Linked DNA regions of Capsicum annuum: regions 1 and 2 are each linked to region 3. The links are chromatin contacts, called in public Hi-C maps. All regions are on one chromosome and are shown on one strand. The core of a region is the stretch at or near the end of the contact, and the rest is flanking DNA. Distances in the headings are between cores, read along the strand shown.

Region 1 (4,728 bases), core at 1,259-3,758, 42 kb before region 3:
AGCCTCCAATTACCTCACCTTGGCCTTTTCCAACTCCATGATCCATCTGACCCCCAAATCTTTGCCCAACAGCAGCTCCCTCACCCAGGTTTCCTGTTGTAACAGCTTGGTAAATAGGCCGCCCCCTCTCATCCAACCTAAGGCTATGATGCACTGGATTAAAGTCAGATACTGTGCTTGCAGGACTCTCTCTTTGGTTTTGTGCTATTGAATCTGAGTGTGCATGAGGCAGCGACTTTTGACACATTAGACAGTCATCAAACCTAGGTGATGCCTCAGAACCAGTAACCAGTGGTTGAGGCACCTGACCTTCAGAAAGTGGCACCTGCACCTGCTGAGTCTGCGGAACCTGGTGCCATCCATAAGCTCCTCCAAGACCTGCAGGAGGGGCATGATGCTGATAGACACTATATCCTTGGTCAATAGGTAACTGCACAACTCTCTGCCCCAATGTTCCTTCTGCAGGATAATGTTCTAACCTAACATGTTGGGGCTGAATCTGTGAGGCAACCAGATTAGGATTCATACTGACATGGCCTGAAGGAGTCATTGTCATGTGAAGAGCAGGGACAAACTGCTGAGTCGAACCACCAGCAATTATATGCTGCTGATTGATTACTGGCCCAACCGTTCCCAAAAGCTGTCTTGGGAATCCCATTTGGGAAGGGATCTGAACATAATCTGTACGGCTTGCAGTCTCCCTCTGAGGATCCACATAAACTGGGACATATGGTGTAGTTCCTGGATAAGTCACTCCTGTTTGCTGCATATCATAACCCATTTGTTGCTGCTGTGCAGCAACAGGCATAACTTTCTCTAACCCGTGCTCCGGCTGAGCAGATACACTTGACACTGTACCAGGAACAACTAATGGAATGGTCACTGGAGCAACAGAAGCATCAGCATGAGCTGCGGGATGTGCATCTGGAGACACCAAACTGTAAACCGGTTCTTGAGAGGTAGCAGAAGTCCCACTAGGTGATAATGCGTCAAAAGAAGGTACAGCTCTAAGCTCCCCCTGACCATGACCTAAGCCATCCATAGCTTCAGAGCCACTAAATTCTGAATTCTGGGTGGAACCAGCACTAGCGTTACTCACTTTCCTAGCAAGACCAATACCACCAACTCCATTACTAATCCCATTCACTGCCTCGACATACCTCTGTCCACTATCTTGTAGATCTCCTAATTGCGCTACAACGGACGATTCAAGCTCTGAAGACGAAAAAAGAAACACCCTCAATTTAGCAGACCCATCTGACGCTCTTTCAACCAACTTTTCATACTCATCCATCATATTTTCAAGATCTTCTGAACAAGAAACGGTCACAAGTGCATCAAGATCCTCATCAGGCAACTGGTACTTAATCGTCACATCCTGCCCATAAGTATCTACCATCTTGCGAACCAGCTCCGCAAAACTCACATCCCTCCTAACACTAATAATTCTAGTCTGTCCACCTACATATCTCAATGCCCCATCACTCGGCCTCGGGATTATCCTCCCACCAAAACTACACAAAAACTTAACTTTCCTCCCTGACACCGAACCATCACCACCACCATCATCGGTAGCACGCTCAGACGCATTACTACCAACCCTTCCCCCGGAATTCAAATTATGCGACAACCCACTACCCGAATTCACAACACCAACACTCACAACACCCGGTGGCTGCGAACCAACAACCTGTGGGACCCACCCAGCTGCCACCGAACCCGCATTATTAGCATATCCTAAACCTACAAACCCTCCATCAGCTACAGTAGCAGGATAATAAACCCCTTGTATAGTTCCAGGACTACCTCCAACATCCCGGGTCGGGTTACCATAAAACCCCTCAACGGGTCGACCCGATTCTTCTGCCACTGTCCTAACAATATTCAATGGCCTCAAATCTTTAGGTATTGAACTTTGTTCAAAAGCCATAATCTTTACAAATCAAGATTCAATTTTTTTTACCACCAAAACCCAAAATTACTATTTCTACATTAAACAAATACAAAAACCAAGAACCCCAAATTACTAAAAATAGCAACTTTGAACTAAAAATTACCTCAATAAACCCTAATGGGGTTCACCCAAATACAAGAAAATCAAAAGGGGTTTTCAAGAAACATATGTATTCAGTAACCAAACAACATCTAACTGAAAAATTACCTCCAAGAAAGTAGTGGATAACAAGAAGAAGAAGAAGAACAGCACTTTCTTGCTAATTTCTATATTTGTATAGCTGAGATACCAAAAAAAAATATACAAATTCCCTTATAATTTTTTAAAATCATTTTTTTTTTCTGAAATTTTTTGCAGAAAAATATGAGTGGGTCGCTATCAAAATTCTAGAAATGGAAGAGGAAGGTGCCTATGATTTTGATTTTGATTTTTATTTTTATTTTTTATTTCTTGAAAAAAAAATTAGCAGAAAGATATTAAAGAAATTGAAATTTGAGAGAAAGAGAAGATAATAGGGGGAAAGGGCACGTGGAAGACTGCATGCAGAAGTGTTTCAATTTTGCAAAATTTAGTCAATTTGGGGAAGGATCTAATTAAGGAAGGATCTAAAAGCAATTTTTTTTTTTTAAAGAAAAAAAGTTGAAAGCAACACTTTAAAAAGAGAAAATGATCAAATACCCCCACTTTTGTCCCAAATTTCAACTACACATTTATACTTTGAAAGGTCCTATGATCCCCTAAACTATTTTAAAATGAAATTATTATCTCCAAATTATTTTAAAGTGGAATATACCTTTCTAAAAACTCATACCCAAATTTTATTTTGATTTGTGGTTAACACGCGCTGCCACGTGTTATGTCACGTAATTCCATGTCATATATCATTTTTTTACTATAAAAATTAATTCCACGTCATGCCACATCATCATCATCTTCTTCTTCTTCCTCTTCTTCTTCTATTCTTCTTCTTCAATGGCATAATAAATCATATAGAATTCACACGATATGTAATCTTATCAAAATCAAATCAACAATTAATGTTCAAAAAATATTCGATTTTCACAAAATGGTATCGCAACAGTGATGGCGCCGGAAAATTCAAAATTTCAGTGACTTTATTTTTCAATCTGAATTGATTCAATATTCTCACGTAATTCGAGTTCTTGGATGCCATTGAAAAAGAAGAAGAATAAAAGGAAATATCATTGATGAGTTCTTGGATCCCATTGAAGAAGAAAAAAAATTGCTCTTGGATGCCATTGAAGAAGCAGAAGAAGAATTGAAGAAGAAGAAAAAAAATTAATTGTCATTGATGGGTTCTTGGATGCCATTGAAGAAGAAGAAGAATTGAAGAAGAAGAAGGAGAAAATAATTTAATTGCCATTTATGGGTTCTTGGATGCCATTGAAGAAGAAAAAAAAAATTAATTGTCATTCTTAGATGTCATTGAAGAAGAAGAAGAATTGGGGAAGAAGAAGAAGAAAGAAAAATAATAATTAAAATTATATATATTTATTTAAAGAAAAAATAAAAATAATTTTTTAATAAAATATTTTTGTTCTTATTCTTTTTAAAGAGAGTGAAACACACTCTCTTGCCATGTTAGCATTGGAGGGATAATAATTTCATTTTAAAATAGTTCAGGGAGGTCATAGGACCTTCTCAAAGTATAAGTGTGTAGTTGGGATTTGAGGTAAAAGTTGGGGGAGGGGATATTTGACCATTTCTCTTTAAAAAAAAAGATGAATGTCTAATTCTTTTTACTAGGAGAACTTATAGGATAGTTGCGAGCAAAATGAATGGATGAGCTTTGAAAAAAGCAAATAAAAATGAGCTATACTTATTAAATGAAGATGATTGTCATACTTTCATAAACTTTTGAGCAAAAAAAGGAACACGAACATTGTGTCATAAGATTTAGAATAGTTTGAGAGATATTATGATTTTGGGCATTGTAGGTGTATACATGTTGAGGGCGTTAAGGGTGTTATTCATAGAACGATGCATAGGGAGAGATAGATTGTGTCAAGTGAAATTTTGGTGGAATTTTGAAAGAACGCAACAAGGTAGGTATGGAATAGCTGACTAAGTTGTTTCACATCATTTTTAAGAAAATTAAAATGTCAAATGAATGGAGATAGAGTATGACGATCTCATTATATAAAAACTGGGGTGGCATTCAAAAGTGCAACAACTAATTGAAAGGAAAATTAAATTAATAAATCACACTGTGAAGATTTGAAGTGGTGGAGCTAAGACTAGACGTGTTTATTTTAGGGGATTAGTTCAAATTTATATCGAGATGTTCAACTACAAAAGACATCTCTACAGGAAACTAGTGAAACAATACAGAGAAAAAAGATAAAAAAATATGCATATATGTTCATTAACCTAGAAAAAAGCCTATGACAAGATTTTGAGGAAGGTTCTATAAAGGTGCACGAAGGCTAAAGTGTTCACATGATGTATACTAGATCACTTAAAAACATGTACGATAAACCGAAGACACGGGCAAGGACAATGGTTAGAGAGTTAGGTCATTTTCTATTTGAGTTGAGTTTGCATTAGGGATTAACTCTAAGTCAATTTTTGTTTATCTTGGTGAAGGATGAATTGATTCCGCATACCGAGATGAGGTGACCTGGTGTATTTTATTTATCGATGACATAGTTCTAATCTACCAAATTCACAAGGGAGTCAATGCTAATTAAGCTTGAGGTTTGGTAACATTAAGCAAGATCAAGATAAAATACTTGAAATGCAAGTTCAGGGAT
Region 2 (4,474 bases), core at 1,695-4,194, 43 kb after region 3:
AATAAGGGTTTGTTTGGTAGGGAGGAAAACATTCTCTCAAAAATCATGGATTTCAACCTTTTCATATTTAATTGGACAAAATATTTACAAAAATATTTATTTAATTAAAAAAATAAGTATCATAAAAATGAGAAAAAAAAAAAAAAAACGAAACGTCTATCTCATCTTGCATAGCACTAAATGAGCATAATGTAGTTGGAGATTATATCATTCCTTATAGATATTTCTGTGTGTAATGAAACTTTGAAGGGTAGTTTGACTCCATGCTTTTTTGCCCAAGATTTGAACTACCAACAACTGAGTTCTAAATTATTATTCTTTTTTTTTTTTGAACTATATGAAGTGTGATTTTTAGATTGGATTGATTTTGATTATAATTTAGATATACAAGGTTCATTTAAGAGGGTAAAGTGGATTTATTCTTGGTTAATAAACCAACAAGTATAGGCTGAAGGATTGATACTATAATTAGGACAAACGTCTTTAAAGAGAATTTAAAGAACTTTTTTTTTTTTTAGCATTTTTCTATTTATTCAAAGAATTCCTTTTTTTGACATTTGTTTTTGAGTGAGAAAGCTATGCTAGGTGATGGAACAAAGCTTGAATTAGAAAAAAAAAAAAAAAAAATTGGCAATGGTAGGCAAAAAATAATATCAATATTTTTCCACTAAAAAAACCTTAGATATTTACACCCTGCAAAACATTAGGTATTGAAAAATTACAAAGGAATATATTTTTGGCAAATCATTTTGCCAATAATATGTCATATATACCTATCATGGGGTAGGAAAAGACCATACTGAAAGTGACAGAGAATCTCAACACTTTCAAAACCTATATATATGATTAGTGTTGCTCAAAACTATGTCAAATTTCTATTAGTTTTTCTTACTTTATTATATACATAGTAAAAGAGATGTAGTAAAATTGAAGAGGACAAGCACATATATACTCTTTGATGTTTGACAAGAGACCAACTCGAACGGTTAAAACTTACACACATTTGGTATATACATCAAGTCAATATGTGTATATTATGTGTTTGTGTTTGTGTTTGTATTTCAAGTTCATGTTACTTAATCATGACTAATTAACTTATATTTTTCTTAATTTAATTACTTATCAATGATAAAAATATTAATTTGGTGTATACACCTGGTACGCGGAAGCTTTTATTATTCGATACTCTAGCAAATTTCTATTTTTGTATGTATCTCATCTATTTTTATCGAGTACATACTAATCCACCAATAAATTTGAATAAATATAATTTGTTTAGTCATTTAATGTCGAGGATAGTATTGAAAAAACATAATAAAATCCTCTTAATTTCATCAAATGAACAATTAAATTAAAAAAAGTATTTTTAAAAAGAAACCAACTAAAACAAAACGGAGGAAGTATTTCAACCAAAAAAAAAGTAGTTAGGAGCAAGTTTTTCCTTTGCGCGGGACTCGAGGAAGTCCCACCAAAAAGTGTATTATTCTCAGTTTTATCTTGCATTTTTATTGAACACTGATTTCAAAGCTCGAACCCGTGACCTCCTAATCACTTACATATTTCCACATAATATGTTTCAAATTACAAACTAAAAAATATTTTGGTACATTTTACAGAACGCTTACAATTACAATCATGTCGCATCAGCTCTTTCGGTTACTATTACTTGTGTCGCCACTTATAGTGACAGCGAATTTGATACGAAAGATCAATTCTGTCAGCTAATTGTTAAGCTAAATTTTCTTATAAGCAAGAAGCTATTTATCGGAAGATTATTTATTTGCACATTTTGTTTATTAGTATTTTAAGTAAAAATTAGAGAAATAAATTAAAATGGAGAGAATAGTTTGTTACTTTACTATTCATCCTGTCTATTAATCATTTTGACTGCACCCAAATAATTGAGAGCCCCAATTGACACTACAATTTTAATTCATTTTTAGCACTGTACCAACCAAAATCCATGGAAAGTAAATTTCAAAAGTGAAAAAACTATTGAAGAGGACAAACCTGAAACGTCTAACCTATAGAAATGTCCATTATAATTTGTAACATATATCTGTTCACCAGTTTAACTTTATTGTATTTTGACACACCCCTCCCCAATCTCTATTTATTTAATTTAAAAAATTAAGATATAATTGATTATTTTATATCTAATTATTTTTGTTATTAAATATTATTTAATTTTAATATTTAAATAATTTATAATTAACATACATGATGTACTACAAAAATTATTTTTTTAATGAGCATGTTATTCGATAAGGACTTATATCAAACATGGACAAGTAAAAATTTATACAAGTAGTAAAAGATTGATGGAGAAAGATTACGAACCGTAAATATAGAAACTATAGCTACATTTCATAATGATGCTCTAAATTACAATTATTTATGTTTTCACATTTTTAAAAGACTTAAGATCCAAAAGTTGCATGTATGTACAAAAAATATGGACTTTTTTTTTATCCCCTATATTACTAGTAATATATTTGTAGAAAAATAAAAAAGGAGTAAAAATCAAAAAACTAAAAACAAACAAAACCCTCACCGGTAACCACCCGGACCAATCAGCATAACTAGTCAAGTCATAAAGCAGCCGGAGCAGCAATACCCAAATGCTTCACCGTCACAGTCTCCGTCACCGGCGACAGAGGAAGTCTAGAAGAGAAGTTGGTGAAAGGAGCTTCATCTTCAAAATTCAACGAGTAACTCAACGGATCATAACGGAACTCAGTAGACGAATGGCGTTTGTGTCTATTACCGTTACCGTTAAGAAAACTGAAGATGCTCCGCCACTTGTAGGAGTTTTCATCGAAGGACGAAGGCGGTGGAAGCGGCGGAGGACGGTGGTGGTGGGGAAAGCAGCAGGAGAAACAGAGAGAGCTTTTGAATTTTTGTTTGAGAGTAGTACTGGGGATGTTGAATTTGTGGTCATCCATTTTGGAGCGGATGGAGTGTGTCAAGTTTTTGTGAGAGTGAGCAAAAAGTTGTTAAAAGGGTGGTGGAGAATGTGAAGGGTTTTATACTTTGTCCAATTTTATGACCCGTTTGGTGTTGTTTTTTTTTTTTTTTTTTTTTTTTTTTTAAAGTAAATGCAGTGGGATCCTATTAACTAATTAAAATTGTATTGTTGACAATTTTAAGTTTCTACGTGGCATAAATGTGTGTCAGTGGAGGATCTAGCATATATCTAGGGATTTATTCGAACCTCATTCGACGAAAAATTATACTATTTATATAGGGTTAAAATTATTTTTTATGTATATATTATATATGTTGAACCCCCGTCGGCTAGTTCGTATGTGCACTTTCGAATCTTCTTAATAAATTTCTTGGCTCTGTCACTGCGTGTGCCTACGTGGACCTTCAGTATGTTGATTCACGCAGTGTGCAATATATGTGCCACGTAGGCCTTAAGGTTGCCAAAAATATAATTTTAATTAATTTAGGGGTAATAGGATCCCTTTAAGTTGAAGTATGTTTCAGTAATTTCTTTTATAGTTCAGTATGAAAATAACGCATTTTCTCTTCTTTTTTTAAAAAAAAATTATTTTATTTTACGAAATTAGGGTGGTTGATCATGAGAATTTTAAATTGATTTTGATAAATCAAAAATAAATTTTACTTATTTTTCAACTTTAATTTTAACTTTATTTATTATTATAAATCACCCCTTTTTAAATCACCCTATTTAGTTAATTAGGGTGGTTGATCATCACACCTGGATTGCGGTCCTCCATGGACCAGCCCACTTTTTAAAATATATTATTTAAATTTTAAAATGTTAATTACATAAATATTTACAATATAATATTACATAATGTTATTAATTGTTAATCAAGTCTCAAATTTACTAAAAAAATCCTAATAATATGTGAAATTGAATAACTTTTGACATCAAATTCAAATCAAATAGAGAGATATTAAAAAACAAATGAACTAATTAATGAGTAAGAACATAACTAGCTAAATAGCAATATTAACCTAATTTTATTTTAATTAATCACAATATAACACAAAATAAATATCAATATTTAGTCCACTAAGAGCGAAAATAAACTATTTAAATAAACTCTCATGACACTTATGGCGTCTTTAACATCGCCTTGTAATCTTCATCAAACAAATTTGATTCCTTCAAAAAATTTGTATTTTGTATTTTAATTAATTATATATTTTTATAAATACAGTTAATATTTAAATATCTATGAAGGTTCGAATAAACTTTGAACCTGAACTTCTTTTTTATTCTTAGTTCTCTATTCTATTTTTAATTATTTTTTTCATGGCCCACAGGCCAGCTCAGCCCATATTGCTCAAGCCCCACGGACCAACGGACTTATTTGGACTGAGCTAAAAAGCCTTATTCTTAAACGGGCTAAAAAATTATAGCCCAACCCTACCAGATTACAGACTGGGTCAGGCCGGCCCAACGGGCCTGACCCATATTGACGACTCTAATATTAGC
Region 3 (5,023 bases), core at 1,977-4,476:
TTTTAAGATGAGGAAGCACAAATTATATGCGTGGATATTTTGAAGATTACAAAAATAGTATTAGGGAGAAACTAACTTTAAATAGATAAAATTAATAATCTATTTTGGTTCCACTTATTTTGTGGTTAAAAGTCTGATTAAAAGTTAAAACCTTTAATTCACACTAATAACCTAGTTTAGTTAATCACTTTTTTTTTTTTTTTTGTCTTTTTACTATTTTTGTTTTTCTTCATTGTGTTGATTAAAGAAGTATCTAAATCAACAAGTTTACTTAATCACTTTGGATACCTCTTCCTTATCCAATCTTAAAGTAAATTAACAAAGTGTTTTATGCTTTTATTATGGATGTCTACATAGGGTTAGTTGTTTCATAATTTGTTAGTTAATCAATTTGGTAAAAGCTCAAAGAAATGACATTTTTTTAATGTTCTATGAAGGTTTCAAGAAGCTTCAAACATAAAAATAATAAAAATAATAATAATAAAAAAAAAATTGTACTAAAAGGAGGGCAGTTTTTTATTATTGTTTCAGTAGGTGTTTGGACATGCGATTTAAAGTAAATTTTATCTTATAATTTTATATCATGAGATAAAATTTCAAATTTCCAAAAATTCTAATTTGAGATTTCATATCATGATTATGAATTTTTCAAACACAAAAGTTAACCATAAGTTTATATTTTGTAAAAGAAAAATCCCACCATTTATATCTACCAACCATTTATTTCATATATAAATAAAATTTGTAATTTATATTACTACTCTTTAAAATCATTTATATCTCATATAACTATTACGTTCGCCAACATAAAATTTGTTATCTTCAAACTAACTTCTAATTTACTATTTATTATTTACCAAATTCATTAATTTTTACCAAATTCGTTCATTAACCAAATTTATTACTATTTTATTCAAACCAACGTTTAATAAAACATTTTTTTTTTCATAGTTAAATTGAGAGCAACAAGACTATGCCACCGTGGCATTACTTTTAAAAGATATTTTGCTCATTTGACTTCACTTTATAAAGAACTGAGGTAATTTGAGAGTTTTAAGAAGCATGAGGTTTTTATGTTGATGGAAAAACATACAACATAAAAATTTTAAATTTTATATATGCAAATAAAACTTTAATTTCATATTATAATTTTATATCATGATTTTATCTTAAAGGCCCTAATTAGATAAGGTTTATTGGCACATATTTTTATATTGTTATTTTTCTTACTTTCATTTTGATTTTTTACTTTAAAGTGAAAACTGATGGTTTCTTTGAAATTTTGTGGCTGGAAATTATTTGGCCATTTGGTGAAAATTAAGGAACTTTGCTTTCATTATCTATAATTTTGGTTGGCTAGTGATGTAGCTTTCATTAATTATAATTAATGCAAGCTTGACAACTTTGAGTTTAGCATTGGATATTATCTAATCATGTTTGAAATTTGGATGGTAAGTGACAAATTTTACTCTATTCTTGTTTAATTATACGTCAGTTATTTCGTGGATTCCAGTTACTTCATTCTTGTATTGTGTCATTTAATTGTATAGAAAATTCAACCAAAAATCAAATCTTAGTTCATTTTAGTCACCAACTTAGTTGATCGATAATATATATGATACGAGATGTTTATACAATTATAAAGAATAAATAACGTGTCTTCTAAATATTACAAACTCCAAGGAGTTAGGACAAGTAATCCCATTACTATAATACAAAAAAAGTTAATCTAGATTAGGTTAATATTGAACCTTTCTTCTTTATTTAAATCATCTTAATTCTTAAGTAAACATAATTAAGATAAGCATATTTGTTTCTAATATCTAGTCAAAGAACAAAAACATAAAAAGAGAGCAAAAGGAACATATATTAGGAAATTGTTGGTTTTGACAATTGGACTAGTAGATGAACCATAATTAATGCTACTATTTTTATTTTCAATTAATCACTTTCTTTGTTTAAAGTTGGAAAAAAGATTGTGACAGAATAACCTTATTAAGATCTTATATTTATCAGAAATAATAGCAATAAAAAATTACATTATCCAACGAAGATATATTTTTTCCTTTGTAAAAATACATAATTAGCTTTCGATACATTTTTTTTGATTTTGGATCTGACGAGATACACAATACATCCAATGAAAATTTATTTTTTTCTTGCAAAGATACATAATTAGCTCCCGATACACTTTTTCTGATTTTGCATTTATTGAGATACATAATTAGCTTCTCGATATATAATTAATTAAAATTTTTATAATTTTCTTATAAAGGAAGATTTGTGTAAATATAATAAGTTGACGTGTCTATTTATGTTATTTTTTCTTTAAAATATGGGTGTTATATTGGACCCTATTCTTGTCTGGTTGTTGGGATTCTTAGTGATGAAGTGATAATGGTAAAGTGAAGCCCCACACATAAAAATTGTCATTGTCATGTTGATTTTTGAAAGAGAGTTTATAAATCATGTTTGAATTTGTTTTATATTCTTCATTCTCTTAGATTTTGGAACTTTAGGAAATACATTAATTAAAAAGGGACCCATGATATCAACATATTCTTTAGGTGGAGAGAATAAATTATATAGTAACACTAAATATAGATGGGAGATCATGTTGGATTTGATTTCAAGTTGCTTTTATACATTAAGAGTGTAATTTGTGACTAAAGTAAGTTGAACTTTATTAGGATTTAGTCTGATCCTACTTTGTTATTTTGTGAAGGGTGTGATCCTCGAGCAAACTACAAAATTACAGTTACTGAAGGCGATTTAACGAAAGTGTTTTTATTAAACGATGCATGTGGGTTGAACAACCCAAATTATGATGACATCTATGCTCCTTCACCTTTCCATCCTGTCATATAATCAATGAGATCAATCGACTAAAGAGCGGCAATTGATCCTTTTGCTGACAGAGCCCTTAAATTAGGGACCTTTGCCAATATGTTACGAAACTTCAATCTTTGATGTATCGCCATTTCCCAACTTACTATAACAAACATCTGGGCAGGGGCTTGCAGTGCGCCAGACGAGGTTTGACCAGATACTAGTTACTCCCAATAAATTAAAATTAATTGGTTATGAATATACTTAGTGAAAACCATCATTTTAATTTGCATTTGTGTTTTTCTATAGAATTTACACTCAGCCATTTACACCTATTGGAGAATGTTGTCGACAAGCCCAAATGTGATATGTCCCAGTTATGCTTAAAGACAGATACCAAATCCAATATATATGGGCTTGATGGCCCATGCTTATATCATATCTTTCTAGCCAAGTCACCACTATAATATGGAAAAATTACATATTATAGAAAGTGAAAATTACATGATATGGTTAATGTTATAAAAAATTATAATTCATAGTCATTTGGTAGTTAAAAGTCATTTTTTTTTGTGGGCCCTATATACAAACATATTAAGATTTGTATATATCAATTCTCTCTCTCATGTATTTACTTTTTGATATTTTCTTTCTATTCTCTTTCTATCCTATTGGCTAAAAAAAAAAGGCAACAATGGAATATCAAAACACAAGATTTTTTATGATATCTTCTTCAACTTATTTTTCCTTAATTTTCTCTCAAAATCACTCTAATATTCTTGATTTTAAATTAAAGAAACGACAATATTGGCAACATCATAGTACATGATTATTCAAGAGATCTTTTTCAACTTTCTTCTCCTTATTTTTCTCTCAAAGTCACCCTAATATCACAAAATATAATCCTTGATTTTTCTGTGATAAATCGTTTATGCGGATTTTTCACCACAGAAAATCAGTTTAGGATATTTATTGACATTATATTTAATTTTTTAAATTTTTTTATATGTTATGTCAGTTAGTCGTTAAATTTCTTCGTTGTTCATCTATTTTACAAAAAAATTGAAAAGGGGAAGTACTCCCCCGTTTTTATAATTTTTTCATTTTTGCGAATTTTTATTTTATAATAAAATTTTTTATATATTATGTAAGTCACTCCCCCATTTTTTGATAGATGATTTATCAAAAAAAAAAAAAAGGAAAGAATTTTGCATCTTCTAACAAGGAGGAAAGGAAAAAAATATTCTAAGGTATCTAAATCTAAAAGGGGAAGCAATGAAGTTGACAATGATTACGAGGTTTTTTTGTATATATTCTCGTGAAACAGAATTGTTGGTCAATATACATTTTTGTTTCAATATATGTAGATACGTATACTTTATTTTTGTAGAATAATACATGCATATGTATACATATACAAAGTTAGAGTGTATGTATGTATATACAGTTTGTATTTTTAATATATATATATATACAATTTACATATATGTATATACAGTTAACTTTCACATATACATTTTGAAGAATAATGCATATGCAGATATATGCAGTTTTAGAGTGCATATATGTATATACATTCAAATTTGTTATTATGTAAAACATTCAAATTTGTATATACAGATATACAAACAACAGATATACAAATAATAAATATATATGTATATGTTTGTTTCGTTAGCATATAGGTATATACAGATATACAAACAATAGATATACAAATATGTATATTTCATTTGCATATGTGTTTCGTTTACAACATTTAAATTTGTATATACAGATATACAAATAACAGACATATAAATAATAAACAACAATTTTGATTTGAATATATGTATATTTCGTTTACAATATCATTTACAAACAACATTCAAATTTGCATATACAGATATACAAACAACATATATACAAATAATAAACAACAGTTTTGATTTGAATATATGTATACTTCATTTGCATATATGTATATATAGATATACAAGCAACAGATGTACAAATATCAAATTTACGTAAACTAATATACAGATATACAAATAATAAAAAAATCTTTGCAACCTTTAAAATAGATATACAAATACAATAATACACTTATGTTAACAGATACATAAAAATTCAAATATACTAATACTAGATACACATAAAAGTAATATTAATAGATTGCCAATATGTATATTATAAAATATGCAGTAGAGTAATG

The links. Hi-C and Micro-C count contacts between places; a contact is called where the count stands out from the background.
Region 1: a contact with region 3 is called in a Hi-C map of placenta, with 6 times the contacts expected there. The contact joins the promoter of LOC107877681 here to the enhancer-like site in region 3. A contact is called at or near these places in 3 of 5 Hi-C or Micro-C datasets (bud, leaf and placenta).
Region 2: a Hi-C map of placenta shows a contact between it and region 3, with 3 times the contacts expected there. The contact joins the promoter of LOC124885666 here to the enhancer-like site in region 3.

Annotation. Positions count from the first base shown.
Region 1 is chr7:7,979,357-7,984,084 of UCD10Xv1.1, forward strand. LOC107877681 reads right to left here and starts at 2,509. Exons shown (of 9, transcript XM_016724371.2): 1 at 1-2,509. The coding sequence starts at 1,930.
Region 2 is chr7:8,063,461-8,067,934 of UCD10Xv1.1, forward strand. It overlaps LOC124885666, which reads right to left and starts at 2,945. Exons shown (of 1, transcript XM_047393906.1): 1 at 2,592-2,945. The coding sequence starts at 2,945. The coding sequence ends at 2,592.
Region 3 is chr7:8,020,590-8,025,612 of UCD10Xv1.1, forward strand. No RefSeq gene overlaps it. Among protein-coding and RNA genes, the nearest start is that of LOC107877681, 41 kb to the left of the region's middle. Within about 2 kb of position 3,227, at least 1 of the 5 cell types and tissues checked has an H3K27ac peak or open chromatin away from gene starts, as enhancers often do.